2 separate regions of the Mus musculus genome follow, and region 2 is linked to region 1. Evidence: chromatin contacts called from public Hi-C data. All regions are on one chromosome and are shown on one strand. Each heading gives the region's core, a stretch centred on a gene start, on an enhancer-like site or on the middle of the called end of the contact. The rest is flanking DNA. Distances are from core to core; before and after follow the strand shown.

Region 1 (6,928 bases), core at 2,836-5,335:
TACCAACCGCTTGGGAGAGCCAGAGAAAAACATGAACTACAGAAAAATTAATGCTTAGAACTGGCAGCCTGTGGTAGAGGACAAATGTGGGGGAGAGTATAAGATAAGGCAGCAGAGAGATCAATGTGATCAAAGTGATTATATACACATATGAAAATGCCATGCAGTAACCCATTATTTTATATGAAGTGTGATTTTACGGTTTTTTTTGTTTTTTTTGTTTTTTTCATAAAACAAGGTTTCTCTCTGTAACTGAGCCCTGGTTTAGCCTTGACTGTCCTGAAACTAACTCAGCAAACCAGGCTGGCCTCCAACTCACAGAGGTCTGCCTGCCTCTGCCTCCCAAATGCTAGGCTTAAAGGTGCACTCCACCTCCTGCTATGTGTTCATTCTCTTAAGGTGGAAGGTAAGAATATGGTTAAGAAAAAAGGGCTGGAGTTGTAGCTCAGTTGTAGTGCTTACCCAACATGCAAAAAAGTCTTGGGTTCAACGAGGCCTTTCAGTCCAGCACTCATTCCAGGCTGGCCTGATCTACATAATGAGTTCCAGGACAGCCAGGGCTACACAGAAAAACCCTGTTTTAAAAAAAAAAAAAAAAAAAAAAAAAAAAAAAAAAAAAAAAAAAAAAGGAGAGGGCTGGAGAGATGGCTCAGTGGTTAAGAGCACTGAGTGCTCTTCCAGAGGTCCTGAGTATAATTCCTAGCAACCACATGGTGGCTCACAACCATCTGTAATGAGATCTGACGCCCTCTTCTGCTGTGTCTGAAGACAGCTACAGTGTACTTATATACATAAGATAATTAAACATTAAAAAAAAAAAAAAAAAAAAAACTTGGTCCCCAGTTCAGTTCCCAGCACTGCAGAAACTAGTTGTGGAATTCACACCTGTAATGCCAGAAATCAAAGAGGCAAAGGTTCAGACAGTCAGGGTCATCTTTCCTACATACTTAAGGGGCCAGCCTGGGTGACAGAAACCTGTCTCAGAACACCAACACAAAAGCTCACTGGACACGGTGATGTGGGCCCGTGATCCCAGCACCTGGGAGGCAGAGGCAAGCGGATCTCTGTTGAGTTTGAGGCCAGCCTGGCCTACAAAGCCAGTCCCTCCTCAGACAGAGCTACACAGTGAGACCCTGTCTCAGAAAGGGGGGGGGGGGGCTTGCAGGGCACAGCAGGCAGCAGTCTATGAAAGCAAAACTGCAATGAACCCCTGTTTCATTGCTTTTCATTGTTAGTCCCTTCAGGACAGTTTTTTAAAATTACATATATTCATATTATTTGCATAAGAAACACAACATACTGTATTTGGCACTCAGTAGTAAAAGAAATGACAATACACAATACCAGTGCAGCAGAGGGAAACTGAGCCACGAACACCATGACAGTAAAAATGGGTGCATCATGTCAAGTAAGCCCTTTTTTAAAATGGCCAAAGAAGCAGCTAATAAGAGTGCGTCCTGCTCTTCCAAAGGACCCAAGTTCAGTTTCCAGCACCCACATCAGTCAGTTCAAAAATGCTTGTCATCCCAGCTCCCGAGGATCCAACATTCTCTTCTAACCTCCTTGGTTACCCTCACATCCATGGCATATGTTCACATAGACAAATACATATGCATAAATAAAAATAAGATCTTAGCTGGGCGTGGTGGCGCACACCTTTGCTCCCAGCACTTGGGAGGCAGAGGCAGGTGGATTTCTAAGTTCGAGGCCAGCCTGGTCTACAAAGTGAGTTCCAGGACAGCCAGGGCTATACAGAGAAACCCTGTCTTGAAAAACCAAAAAAAAAAAAAAAAAAATCTTTTTAAAAGTGAGCAAATCTAAATGCACTAACCGGAAAATTTCCAAGTTTTTTTAAAAATAAAAAAATCCAGTTATTTCTATAAGAAAAATTATAATGAAAGAAAAAGGAATGAATATACCTGAGTTTCCTTCCCCTCTCCCGAATGTTACCCCATCCTCCCCATTATTCTCTTTTCCTTCAACTGCCATGAAAAAGATCTGTCACATTTAACATACTCGTCTTCCCTTCAGTTGAAATGATACCACAACACATTATGTAATTTCTCTTAATAACAAAAGGTGACCACTATCCAAATAGAATTTAACACATTGTTCTAGCCGGGCTGTGCCTTTAAGGAGGCACAGGAAGGTGGATTTCTGAGTTCCGGGCCAGCCTGGTATACAACAGCAAGTTCCAGAACAGCCAGAACTACAGAGAAACCCTGTCTCAAAAAAAAAAAGCAAAACAAAACAAAAAGGACAAGACTCTGTTCTCACCCAGTGTTCCTTCTTGAAAAATGTGGTCTACTGTGCATTCAGGGAGTGCAGAACTTGGTTTCCTAACATAGGGACTGTCCCTCCTCATGAGACCTCGACTCATCCTGTCACTTCAGATTTCCTTAGGCATTACAACCACTCCTGACCTCCTTATAAGCTAAGATAACAGATATTCTAGATGCTCTGCCTACATTTTGCTTGCAGATGTTATTTTCTTTAATAACATCATGCCTCCGTGAAAGAGTACACCCGGAACTGTGAATGGAAAAGGATCTCCCGCCAACCCGAAGTATAGAACTAGACAAATGGAGCCTTCAAAGACCAGACTAGAATGCACCAACTCTTGACCCGGACAATTACAATCTATGTCCTGCAACCTAGGCTGAAATACGGCACCAGCTCTTCTGGTGGTACCATATAAGCTAGGCAGTGAAGAAGAACACCGCCAGGCCACGTTAATTCCTATTCCACCGTCTTCCAGGACGGTGTTCATCCACCCTCCGGTAACAGACAATACTCCAAATCTGCTAAAATTCTCAACTCCGTGGCCTCAAGAATGCCCAGAAGCCAGGCGGTTTCTCAAGGTCTCTTTCAAAGATTTTTCAGTTCACTAGTGCGGCACTAAAATGTCTCAAACCAATCTACAGGCTAAGTGACTAAATTCTCAATGACCCCCAACCAAGCGGGGACCCACACTTACCGGATGTCATCTACTGAAGAGCCCAAACAGGTTCCGAACTAGGCCACTCTGGCCCATCTGGAATAACTCTTTAGACCTTGGGCCAGCATTTGATAATTATGCTACATCTGTCTATTCTATTATGCATTCTCTGCTTCTTTTCCAATATTTAGCACTCCTCTGGCTTCAAACGCTCTTCCTTCTATCCGTAGAAACTACTCTAGCCTTCTTCCCCTTGCCTTGGAAACGCTTCGGTTCTTTCCATAATGAAACACCTAACGTATCTGCACAATGAACACCCTCAGAATCCTCAAGACTGCTCCACAGCCACCCCCGGCATTCCTCCACCTATCCGGCATCTTCCCCTCCGGCCCCTTTCTCCCCTTTCGCACTCCTACTCGGCTTCCTGCAAGCAATCCCCTTTTCACCAGCCCCTGCCCTTCCCTGCAGCCAACGAGCACACCGAGGCAGCAGCGGCGACCGAGGCCTGCGGTGCAGAAAGCACTGCACCAAGACGGCGGAGAACCCCAGGGTCTGGCCGGCCTCGTCGCCCACAGCCTGGCACCCCGAGGCCTCCCCGCGTGCATCCCACCTTCCTACCCGACACCGGCCGCAGGCCTCGGAGGCCGCCCGCTCTCTCGCCTCCGCCGCCCCCGTCATTCTCCGTTCTCCAAGCCCCGACCCACCATCCTCGCGTCCCCAGCCCCGCGCTCCCCGCGGCCTGCGCCCGCCGCCTCCCGGGCCGCCCCCCGGCCGGCCGGCCCGCCGCTCCTGCGGGTCACACCGTCGTCGCCGCGCTCCCCCCCCCCCGACCGCGCGCCGCCCCCTCCCCTCCCCCGCCCTCCCGGGCCCAGGCCTGCCAGGCCGAGCGTTTACCGCGGGGCTGGCGCCGAGGCGCGCGGTCACTGACTGCAGGCGGCGGCGGCTCCGACCTTCCCACGGGCCCGACGAGGAGGGCGAGGGGGAGGGGAGAGAACTTTTGCTGTGGCAGCTCCGGCGACAGCTCCCACCCCTGCGCCTTTCTCCTCTTCCTCCCCCTCCTCCTCCTCCTCCTCTTCCTCCTTCTCTTCCTCCTCCCAGAGCAGTCGAGAGGCAGACATGGCGCGGCTAGAGCGTCGCCGCGGTCGCCGCCGCTGCCGGCGCGGTGCATTATGGGAAGCATCGCACACAGGAAGCGCTCCGGGCCGCCGGCCCTCGCTTGGCGCGGAGACCTGGCTGCGAGACCAAGCGTGGCTTTGATTCTGGCGCCTGCGTGTCAGCAGCGCGGCGTGGCCGGGAAAGCTGGGCCCCGCTCTGGGGGTCCCCCTGATGGGCCTGAGAGGAAAACGCTTTGAAATTGATGGGAGCTGGGAAAGCCACTGAGAGGGACGTCCTCCCCTTGAGGCTGGGTGCGTGCCTGGCACCCCGAGAAGTGAAAAATGGGGATTAAATAGCGGCCCAGGCCCTGGGAAGTGGAAGGGGCGGGAACGTCGATGAAGGGTTTAGCCAGGATTTCTTGGATCTTTCTTTTATTCTCTTACCTAGCCTCTCCTCTTTTTCCGGAAGATGCTACCCTGCACCCTTGAAACTAGAAAACCTGGTTGGAGTCTGCAAACCGCGATGCAGGATGTGGGCACCGAGAAAAAGCAAGAGATCCCAGTCAGGACTTCGTTGGCCCAAACCACGGTCTGCATGTCAGCAAAGACTTGGTTATAATCTCTGCATACCTAAGATTGCTTAGTTGAGCCATCTTTTGGCAGCCCTTCGACGACCTTCACTAAATCCTGGTTTCTTAGGAGCGCCCTCATTTAACACCAAGGCCCTTTAGTTGCCTATACAAAGGGAGGGCTTACAGTTAATGACCTTTGTGCCCACACAGTAGTACAAGGTCAGCTAACTTAATGTGCCCAGTGAATGTCGATCGGGTTATTGGGAACTTCCTGAGAGATGGAGCACCTTCGTTAGGATTTCTGTTTCACAATCTCAAGGCTTTATTTTAGCACCTCTCTGCAATACTTAAACATAACCTTTGAGGTGAGAGGGAAAGGACATTAAAATATCTACATAACCATTTCTGGAATTCTCTCCTTGTCCACACCCACCTCCCCACCCCTTGAATGTTCATTTGAATAGGCTTTTTGGCCAAACTCCAAACTCCCGCATTATGCACTTGTGATGACACTGAATTAGATTACTGTCTGCAAGGTTAATATTCCCTCAGGCGTTAACCTTAGTAAACCGCGACGCCTTTTGAAGTAGCTGAGGCTCAGAAGTTCAGCTGAATTCAAACACAGTTAACTAAGAAAAGCAGGGATGAGCCCACAGCCTCACAATAAACTCTACTTGAACCTTCTCCACTAAAAAAATATAAATTTTAATAAGATGACAGTGCATATTCTGAATGCTAATTGTAACAAAACCGTGATACAAGCTAGAGCAAGGGACAGTTAGCTGGAGGACAGCCTTCTGGCAACTTCTAGCAACTGCAGTGACATCAAATTCAGATGTATTTTTAAAAAGGGAAGAGAAGAAAAAAAAAACCCTCTGGCAGCCAAGAAGCTAACTTTTAGGTTTAAGCTGTGGTAAAGCTAATAACTAGAAAGAGCTAAAAGCCTAGGGTCACACCCAGTGGACTAAGATGAATAGGGTTGCCACTAGGAATACATCTCTTTGTTTCTGAAGAGAATTAAGACAAGGAAGAAACAACCATCTAAAATGGGCAGAGTGGAGAAGACTACTGACCATGCCTTCAAAGTAAGAGTGATTGAAGGCTCTTGAAATTCTTGCTGGTCCATTTTTTTTATCCAGACTGCTGCTGCTTACCTTCCAATACCAGTCTTGGCCACGCAGCTTGCTTCCTTTCCATCTTAAATTTCTTCCACTCACCCACTTTAAAACAATGAGAGACAGCCATAAGGTAGTGACGTTAATCCCAGCACTCAGGAGGCAGAGGCAGGGGTATCACTTGAGTTAGAGTCCAGCCTGGTCTACAGAGCAAGTTCCAGGACAGCCAGGGCTTCACAGAGAAACCCTGTCTGAGATGGCTCAGCATTTCAAAGCACTTGCTGCTCTTTCAGAGGGCCCAAGTTTCCAGAGCACCTGCACACACATGGCAGATAATATGCACAAGCACACACCATGAATAAAAATAACTCTTTAAAACAAATGAAGGATCAGCAAGGGGGTTCAGCAGGTGACCGCACTTGCTTCACAAGATAGCAACCTGAGCTCAACTCACACTAAAAGTAGATGGAGAGAATCAATTCCACAAAGTTGTTCTCTTTTTTTTTTTTAAAGATTTATTTATTATTATGTCTAAGTTCACTGTAGCTGTCTTCAGATGCACCAGAAGAGGGCATCAGATTTCATTACAGATGGTTGTGAGCCACCATGTGGTTGCTGGGATTTGAACTCAGGACCTTCGGAAGAGCAGTAGGTTCTCTTAACCACTGAGCCATCTCTCCAGCCCCAAAGTTGTCCTCTTAACATCCACAGGGGCACCCCTAATGATAAATTTTTAAAATGACTGTACACTTATACGAAGTTACAAATACAGGGCAAAACAACTCCTTTATCTCTTCACCCAGCTTCTCCCAATGGTGTGATATAAAACTATGGAGAGCCATCAACAGCAGCAGATTGGCAGGAGCCTGTTACGTAGTGCCCACAAAACCGGGCAGTATCTGTGACCTTTGAACCCATGTGCATCCTCCAGGGGTTTGGTTTGGTTTGGTTTGGTTTTTGGTTTTTCAAGACAGGGTTTCTCTATGTGGCCCTGGCTGTCCTGGAACTCACTTTGTAGACCAGGCTGGCCTCGAACTCAGAAATCAGCCTGCCTCTGCCTCCCGAGTGCTGGGATTAAGGGCATGTGCCACCACACCCGGCATGTGCATCCTCATGTGTGTTTAGAGTTTACCTCCATCCTATGTAGGAGCACAGGTCTGTCCCCACAGTGAGGACAGAACCACTCCTTACCAGTTTGTGGTAGTGCAC
Region 2 (6,941 bases), core at 722-3,221, 41 kb before region 1:
ACAACAAGGCTCCCATCCCTAATATGTAAATATACAAAAAGGATAAAAGGATCTCCCCCAAAACAAACAAAAAAACCTGACATGAACCAATTGTCATGCTGTCAAGGAGCTAACCAGGCGCTCGCTCACTCGAGTAACCGCTGATACTGATGCTGATGCTGGGCATGCCCTGAAGAGATGCACACTCATCCGAACCGCCAATCATAATGCAATTTTTAAAGGTTAACATTTTAACATTTTGACAATATTTTTGACAATTTGACAAATAATTTGACAATAAAAAGACACTATTCTAAAATACAATCTATATAAAATCTGTGGTGGCACATGCTTGCAGCCAGCTTGCAGAGGACTATCACAAAAGTTCAAGGCCAGCTCACACTACAATGGAGTATGAAACCAAGACAAAGTACACAGAGTCCTTGTCTCATAAAAGTAATTAGGTCCTTGTGTATTCAGAGATGTCTGGGAAAATATATACTATTAACAAAGAATGGGAGATATTTTCCTGTTTGCTTTAACACTGTGACACTCTCCACTGCTTACAATGAAACCTAAGTAAAGGAGGTTATTAGTAGCATGCTCCACATTTGCCAAAAGATATGGCCAATAAAGAAAGCCCTAAAATATGGTCATCAAAACCAGCAATGTGGGGTTGGGGATTTAGCTCAGTGGTAGAGCGCTTGCCTAGCAAGTGCAAGGCCCTGGGTTCGGTCCTCAGCTCTGGAAAAAACAAAAACAAACAAACAAACAAAAAAAAAAAAACCCAGCAATATTTCAATCTTCATGTTCTGAAAGAATTCTCAAAACAAATTTAAAAATTTATAATTCAACTTTATAATCTGTATAACTGACATAAGAATACATGTACAACACAACCACAAAACCTCTGACCTACAATCTGCACTGTCTATAAGATATCCTGGGGTAAAGGTGGCATAGAAATTATGGAGTGGCTAAGCAATGCCTGGTCCACCTTGAGGGAAACCACCAGATACTACCTAGAGAGATAAGAACCAGAGGCTGGATAATCCAGAGACCCAGGATAGAACCAAACAGGACCAGCAATTATTAAAGAAAAAAAAAGTCAAGGAACTGATCACTAATGTGCCTAGCATAATTGCCATCAGGGAAGCTTCATCCAGCAACGAATGGAAACAGACACAGAACCACAGCCAAACATTAGGCAACTCAGGGGATCCTGTGGAAGGGAGTGGGAGGAGACTGTAGAAATAAAAGGGGCCAAGGACACCAAAGAAACCCACAGAATCTACTAACCTAGGCTCACAGGTACTCACAGACTGAACCAACAGTCAGGGAGCCTACATGGTCTGACGTAGGTCCTCTGCATATATATATTATGGTTATGTGGCTTGGTCTCCTTGTGGGACTCCTAACAGTGCGAATCCTCTCCTTAATACAAGGAGAGATACCTAGTCTTACAACTTGATATGCCATGTTTGGTTCATATGCCTGGGAACCCTACCTTTTTCTGAAGAGAAACAAAGGAGGTGGGGTGGGGGGGTGGGGATGGTAGTATGGAGGCCAGCCTGGTCTACAGAGCAAGTTCTAGGACAGCCAGCGTTACAAAGAGAAACCTTGTCTTAAAAAAAAAAAATAGATAGACAGGAACATGATATATAGATGAGTGTGTGTTATTGTAGATATATAAATATACTTTAACTGTTAATTGTTTTGTTTTCCTTCATGTTGTTTGATAAAGGCAGGAGTTTAATACAAACACCAAGAAAGGCTGCCAAAAAAGAAAAGGATTGACTATCCTCCTAGCATAAAAGAACTGGGAGATCAAAAACAACAAGAAACAAAACAAAACCATATCTAGTTAAATGAAAAGACAATGGCCTTCAACCTACAACTTGCAACATTCATTCTTTTCAGTGATTCTGTGCAAACCATACAGCACTACAATGTTATTCTTTGAAGGTGATGTTATGCATAAGCAATACAAAGGCACTATTCAGGAAATAAAGTATTATCTGTATAAGCGTGGGGACAGTAGTTAAATGTGAGAACTAAAGCCTGGATAAAGCAATCATGACTTACCTCTATAAAATGTGTCAGGTATAAGCCCATCCCGCCAGATCACTTGGCTAAATTTCCAAACCACTGATTCTTCTCTTCTATCCTGTAAAAGTATGAAAATACAAGTTAGTAACCCAAAAGAACTGAATTAAACACATTCTTACAGCTAGGCAAAAGAGTTGTAACTAAATGTGAAAAATCTAACAAAATTCTTTTCCTAAGTAGACGCTTTTGGATTAAACATAATTCACAACTAACAATTCAACTGCAACGGCCCATCAATACTAGCTGTTTATCAAAGACAGTAGGTTGCAATGTTTTAAACTTCTAGTTAAGGAGGATTAAGATGTCTTGAAAGTTAGGACAATTTTGAATCATATTAAGGAAGAAAAAAAGCACAAATGTGTTGCTGGTATAAAGAGACTGACACAGGAGGATCAGAAACAAGTTGTGGACTGCCTGGGATACTTACAAAAGAGATGAAAATATAAAAACGAGCATACTCCATGCATTGATCACTCACATGATACTACTTATTTAATAAAACCCCAGAGCAATAATGCCTCTTGCTGAAATGGCTAAATGTATTAACACTGTAGTTTGGGAGCTGGAAAGGCGGAGGACCCTAAGTTCAATTCTCAGCACTCACATTGAGAAGCCTGTAACTCTAGCTCTAAGGGATCCAATTCCCTCTTCTGGACTCCCTAGGCACCCGAACACACACACACACACACACACACTTACTTTAAATAAAAATGTTGGCCCCTTCCTTGAATCCTAGCATTCAAGAGGTTGAGACAGGAAGATGCCCATCAAGGCCAACCTGGGCTACATAGTGAAATAAATCTAGGTAACCCAGAGCTACACAGCAAGATCCTGTCTTGGGGAGGGAAGGAGAGGCAGGTAGTTGTGAATGGACCTAACATCCATGAGGCCCTGGGTTCAATACTCAGGGCTGTAAAAGCATAGTATGGCAGTGCCTGTTTATAGCTCCAAACTTGAGGAGTTGGCAAGAGATCAAAATTCAAGATCATCTTTGAGAGCATAACAAGTTCAAGGCCATCCCAAGCTACATGAGACTTTGGTTACTCACATCCTCTTTCCCTTAATCCCCAAAACAGTTGAATGTAGATTGTGAAAGTAAAAAATAGGGGCTGGACGGATGGCTCAGTGGTTAAGAACAGTTCTGGAGTGTCTGAAGACAGCTACAGTGTACTCACATATAATAAATCTTTAAAGAGAAAAAGAAAATAAAAAAAAATATATATTTTTTAATTGTAAGGCAAAAAAGATTTAATAATGTCAAAACAATCTATGGATGATTTTAATTTATATATAGTAAATCAACCTCTTAGCAAAAAACTAAGAAAATTACCATTCAGATTGCATTATAATGATACAGGACACAGATCCATTTCTTTCCTATTAACTGGGATATTTTTCCAGGTATATGAAACAAATGCTATGAAAACTAAAAGCTGAATTCTCAAACACAGAATAGGCCAAATGTAAGTTTATATAGAAAAAAATATTTTTTTCATGTGTCGGCCTTAACTCTGCTGTAGCACCAGCGCATGTGGCACATGTGTGCATGTGAAAGCCCACAGTCGATGGCAGTGCCTTTCTCATTCACTCTCTTCTCTACTTACTGAGGCAGGGTCTCCAGACTGAACCTAGAGCTGCACAATTTGAATAGTCTAGCTAGCTAGTTTGCCCCAGACTCCTTGTCTCCTCCCAGATCCTGGGATTTCAGGCAGCAACTGTGCCCGGACTCAAGTTCCCAAGCGCTTCAGTTACTGAACCATCTCACCAACTCCCCTAACGCTTTATCATTTTATAGCCAGTGAGTAGCTCTAGTTATAATTTTCTCTCTCTCTCTCTCTCTCTCTCTCACACACACACACACACACACACACACACACACACACACACACACACACACTCACCCAGACAGAGATTCCAAGACAAGCCAAAGCCCACTCCAGCATGGACGACACTCCAGGAAATCCATGAAACTGACAAGACTCCCTAGGCCCCTTCCTGACAGAATAAGCAGTAGAAGCTGAAAAGAAGATTCTCAGGCAAGCCAAGATACAGAAGACTGGGACACCCCCCACTCTCAGGAGAGCTCGTTGGTCCCCCGAGCTGACTTTGGTGGTGTCTGCACTCGGCTGTGGTGGGATCCCCAGCTGGAGCCAGTAGATGCATGTGCTGCATCTCCCCAGAAAAAAAGTGTCACAAAACAGCTCTGTCCCCAGCACAACAACAAAAGGTTCTAGTAAGCAATTCCACTGCCTGCCCCAAAGTCAAGCACTCAAAGAGCCAATATGTGCTTCTTATTACTGTTAACAGAGTCCTACTATGTTTTCCAGGCTGATCCCAAATACCTGAGCTTAAGCAATCGTCCCACTTCTGCCTCCACACATCTGCAACTATAGAAACACTGTTCCACACTCAAAATTATGTTTAAGTATCTATTTCTACAGTTAGAGAAGAGAAAGCAGGCGCCATGAGTCGGAGCTACCCTGAGTGTGCACTGCACTCTGTCCCATCTCCGCTCTTTGCTCCGCTAACGGAGCTCACATCGCTTGCTGTATTCACCTCTCACAACTGCTGGCAGTGCATGACCAGACATGAGAGCTGAGAAGCGTCACTCCAGTCCAGGGGATATGACCCCTCCTCTGAGCTCCAAGGCACCAGGCACACACCTGGTGACATATATCAGACAGACAAAACACTGGTATGCAAGAAATGAAATTTTAAAAATGTATAAACACACCTTTCTGAGTCTTTTTAAAAGTTGATTTGTTATACCTCCTCCACAATCAAGACATTATTATAACTGCAATTTGTTAACTGTTATTGCCTAGTGAAATGGTTCTGAAATATTAAGTTTCCATAAACATTTTCTCAAAAAGCATACTTACTTTCTTACATAACTTTTACTGAATGTACCAAATAAAGGCTGTCATGTATCAAAGAATATAACTAGCTTTGTTTAAAAAAAATAATGAAGAACATGCTTCACACAACACAAAATAGCCTGAAATTATAAATATTTTTTACATTATCTTTCCACCACAAATTATTATTTTTATTATTGTGGGGGGAAAAGTGTGTGGAGAGAGGGGGTGAGAAGGAAGGGAGGGAGGGAGGGAGGGAGGGCACATTTGCTGGTAAGGGGTGGTGGTGGTGGTCACTGGGGTAGATCTGCCCATGGTGAGTAGCACCCTTCCCAGGGCTGGGATCATGAACTGTATGAAACGGAGAAAGAGAACTCAACAGCAATGTGCAGAGATCTGTCCCCTGACCGTGATGTCACACCAACGCTGCTTCAAGCTCTTGCTTCCCTGACCTCTTCCCACAGAAGACTCTACCCTGTACTGTGAGCCAGAAAACAACCCGAAAATGCTGTCATCCTCATACTTTATTAGAGTAACAGGAAAAGACTAAGACACTGTCAGAGGTGTTAGCAATTTTGCAATGTTAAGTTCATAGACAGTATTCATTTGGGATAATAAAGTACTAAGTCCTTTAGCAGAAATTTAAGCAATTTATCACAAGAAAATCAAATAAGAATGATTTATCTGCTTCTGCTAACTTTCTGAAACCAAAAAAGGATAACCTATTAATGTTCATCTCACATACAAGAATACAGAGAACAGTATTTAGATTTTGCTGAGTAATATTCACAGGAACTCACAGGCATCCAAGAAATAAACCTATGCCGAGCGGTGGGGGGGGGGGGGGGGGGAGACAGATCTCTCACCACCCAAAACACTCCTGGTCTTGGGTACTTCAGCTAAGGCATTTAGACGCCTTACTGTTACTATTCATTACTTACTACTCACATTTTACAAATAAGAAGACTGAAGTTTTGTTCATTTAAAAACAAAACACCAACAACAAACAACAGCAACAACCAGTAAGTGGCAGGGCTCAAGTGTTGGGAGATTTCCCTTAGAAGGCTTCTGGTCTTCACAACAGATTCTGGAAGCCTGAGTCTACTTTAAAATTATGAAACACTTAACAAATACAGCATGATCAGTCTTAGCTATTTACAGAATAGTTCAGTCATATCTAGCTTAGTTGTTTTAAAAGCATGATGTGAGGAATAATTCAGTACTACAGAACTTATTTTACAATGCTTTAAAAGAATGGCAACTAATTTCAGAAGTTCTTGTTTATGGTGATATATTTGATGAAAATATCTCTTGTATTCAAAGAGACAGGAACTTTTGCTAGGCCCCACTGTTCAGTTAACAATAGGAACTGAGGTCACTTGGACTCAAGACTGCTGTCCTACTGTGTACTCAACCTCCTCCTTTAACCTGCCTTTAAAAGGACAACATAACAAACAACCTTTCTTGCCTTGGATTTTCCATGTAATCAGCTTGACAATCCAAGCTAATGCATCGCTTTAAATTATATACCCTTCCATGCCACTGACCCAGAGAACAGTGTGTGTGTGTGTGTGTGTGTGTGTGTGTGTGTGTGTGTGATGATAATCATTTGTTGAATACAGCAAATATATGAAAAATGATCCTGTACAACAAACATCACTCACAAATGCTGGAAACAGGGATTGCTTGATGATGCTACATTTACTATCTGGATCAGCTAGGACACTTGGACTGACTCAATCCCTTGTAAAACTCTGTTAAAGACTTAGGTAAGATATCCCTCATTCCTTCCCCATGTTATGTTCAACAAATACAGAACAATGCCCTTTGTTAGGGATGAGACAGTCAAACACTAGGCAGGCAAGGCAGATACAGACAGACTACAGACAAGAGAGAAACCATGGCTACAAATGGAAGACAGAGGGAGAAAAGTGGAGAGTTCAAACGTGGGCTTCCTCTCAGTCAAAGCAACCCAGAGCAAGTACTTCGTCTCCC

What was found. Hi-C and Micro-C count contacts between places; a contact is called where the count stands out from the background.
Region 2: a Hi-C map of Sertoli cells shows a contact between it and region 1, with 2.1 times the contacts expected there. The contact joins the enhancer-like site here to the promoter of Zfp148 in region 1. A contact is called at or near these places in 3 of 39 promoter capture datasets (hippocampal neurons, liver and macrophages), 5 of 484 Hi-C or Micro-C datasets (the C2C12 cell line, Sertoli cells, cerebral cortex and 2 more), 8 of 115 datasets of contacts at active chromatin or transcription factors (the SCID.adh cell line, cardiomyocytes, embryonic fibroblasts and 3 more) and 3 of 9 other capture datasets (adipose tissue, liver and pancreatic islet).

What each region holds. Positions count from the first base shown.
Region 1 is chr16:33,377,932-33,384,859 of GRCm38.p6, reverse strand. Zfp148 (zinc finger protein 148) reads right to left here and starts at 4,085. Exons shown (of 9, transcript NM_011749.4): 1 at 3,833-4,085. 1700007L15Rik (RIKEN cDNA 1700007L15 gene) reads left to right here and starts at 4,124. Exons shown (of 2, transcript NR_045709.1): 1 at 4,124-4,344; 2 at 4,481-5,006.
Region 2 is chr16:33,416,526-33,423,466 of GRCm38.p6, reverse strand. It overlaps Zfp148 (zinc finger protein 148), which reads right to left. Exons shown (of 9, transcript NM_011749.4): 2 at 2,065-2,146. Among named protein-coding and RNA genes, the nearest start is that of Zfp148, 39 kb to the right of the region's middle. Within about 2 kb of position 1,971, at least 5 of the 459 cell types and tissues checked have an H3K27ac peak or open chromatin away from gene starts, as enhancers often do. A contact at or near this core is called in Sertoli cells, where this site is marked.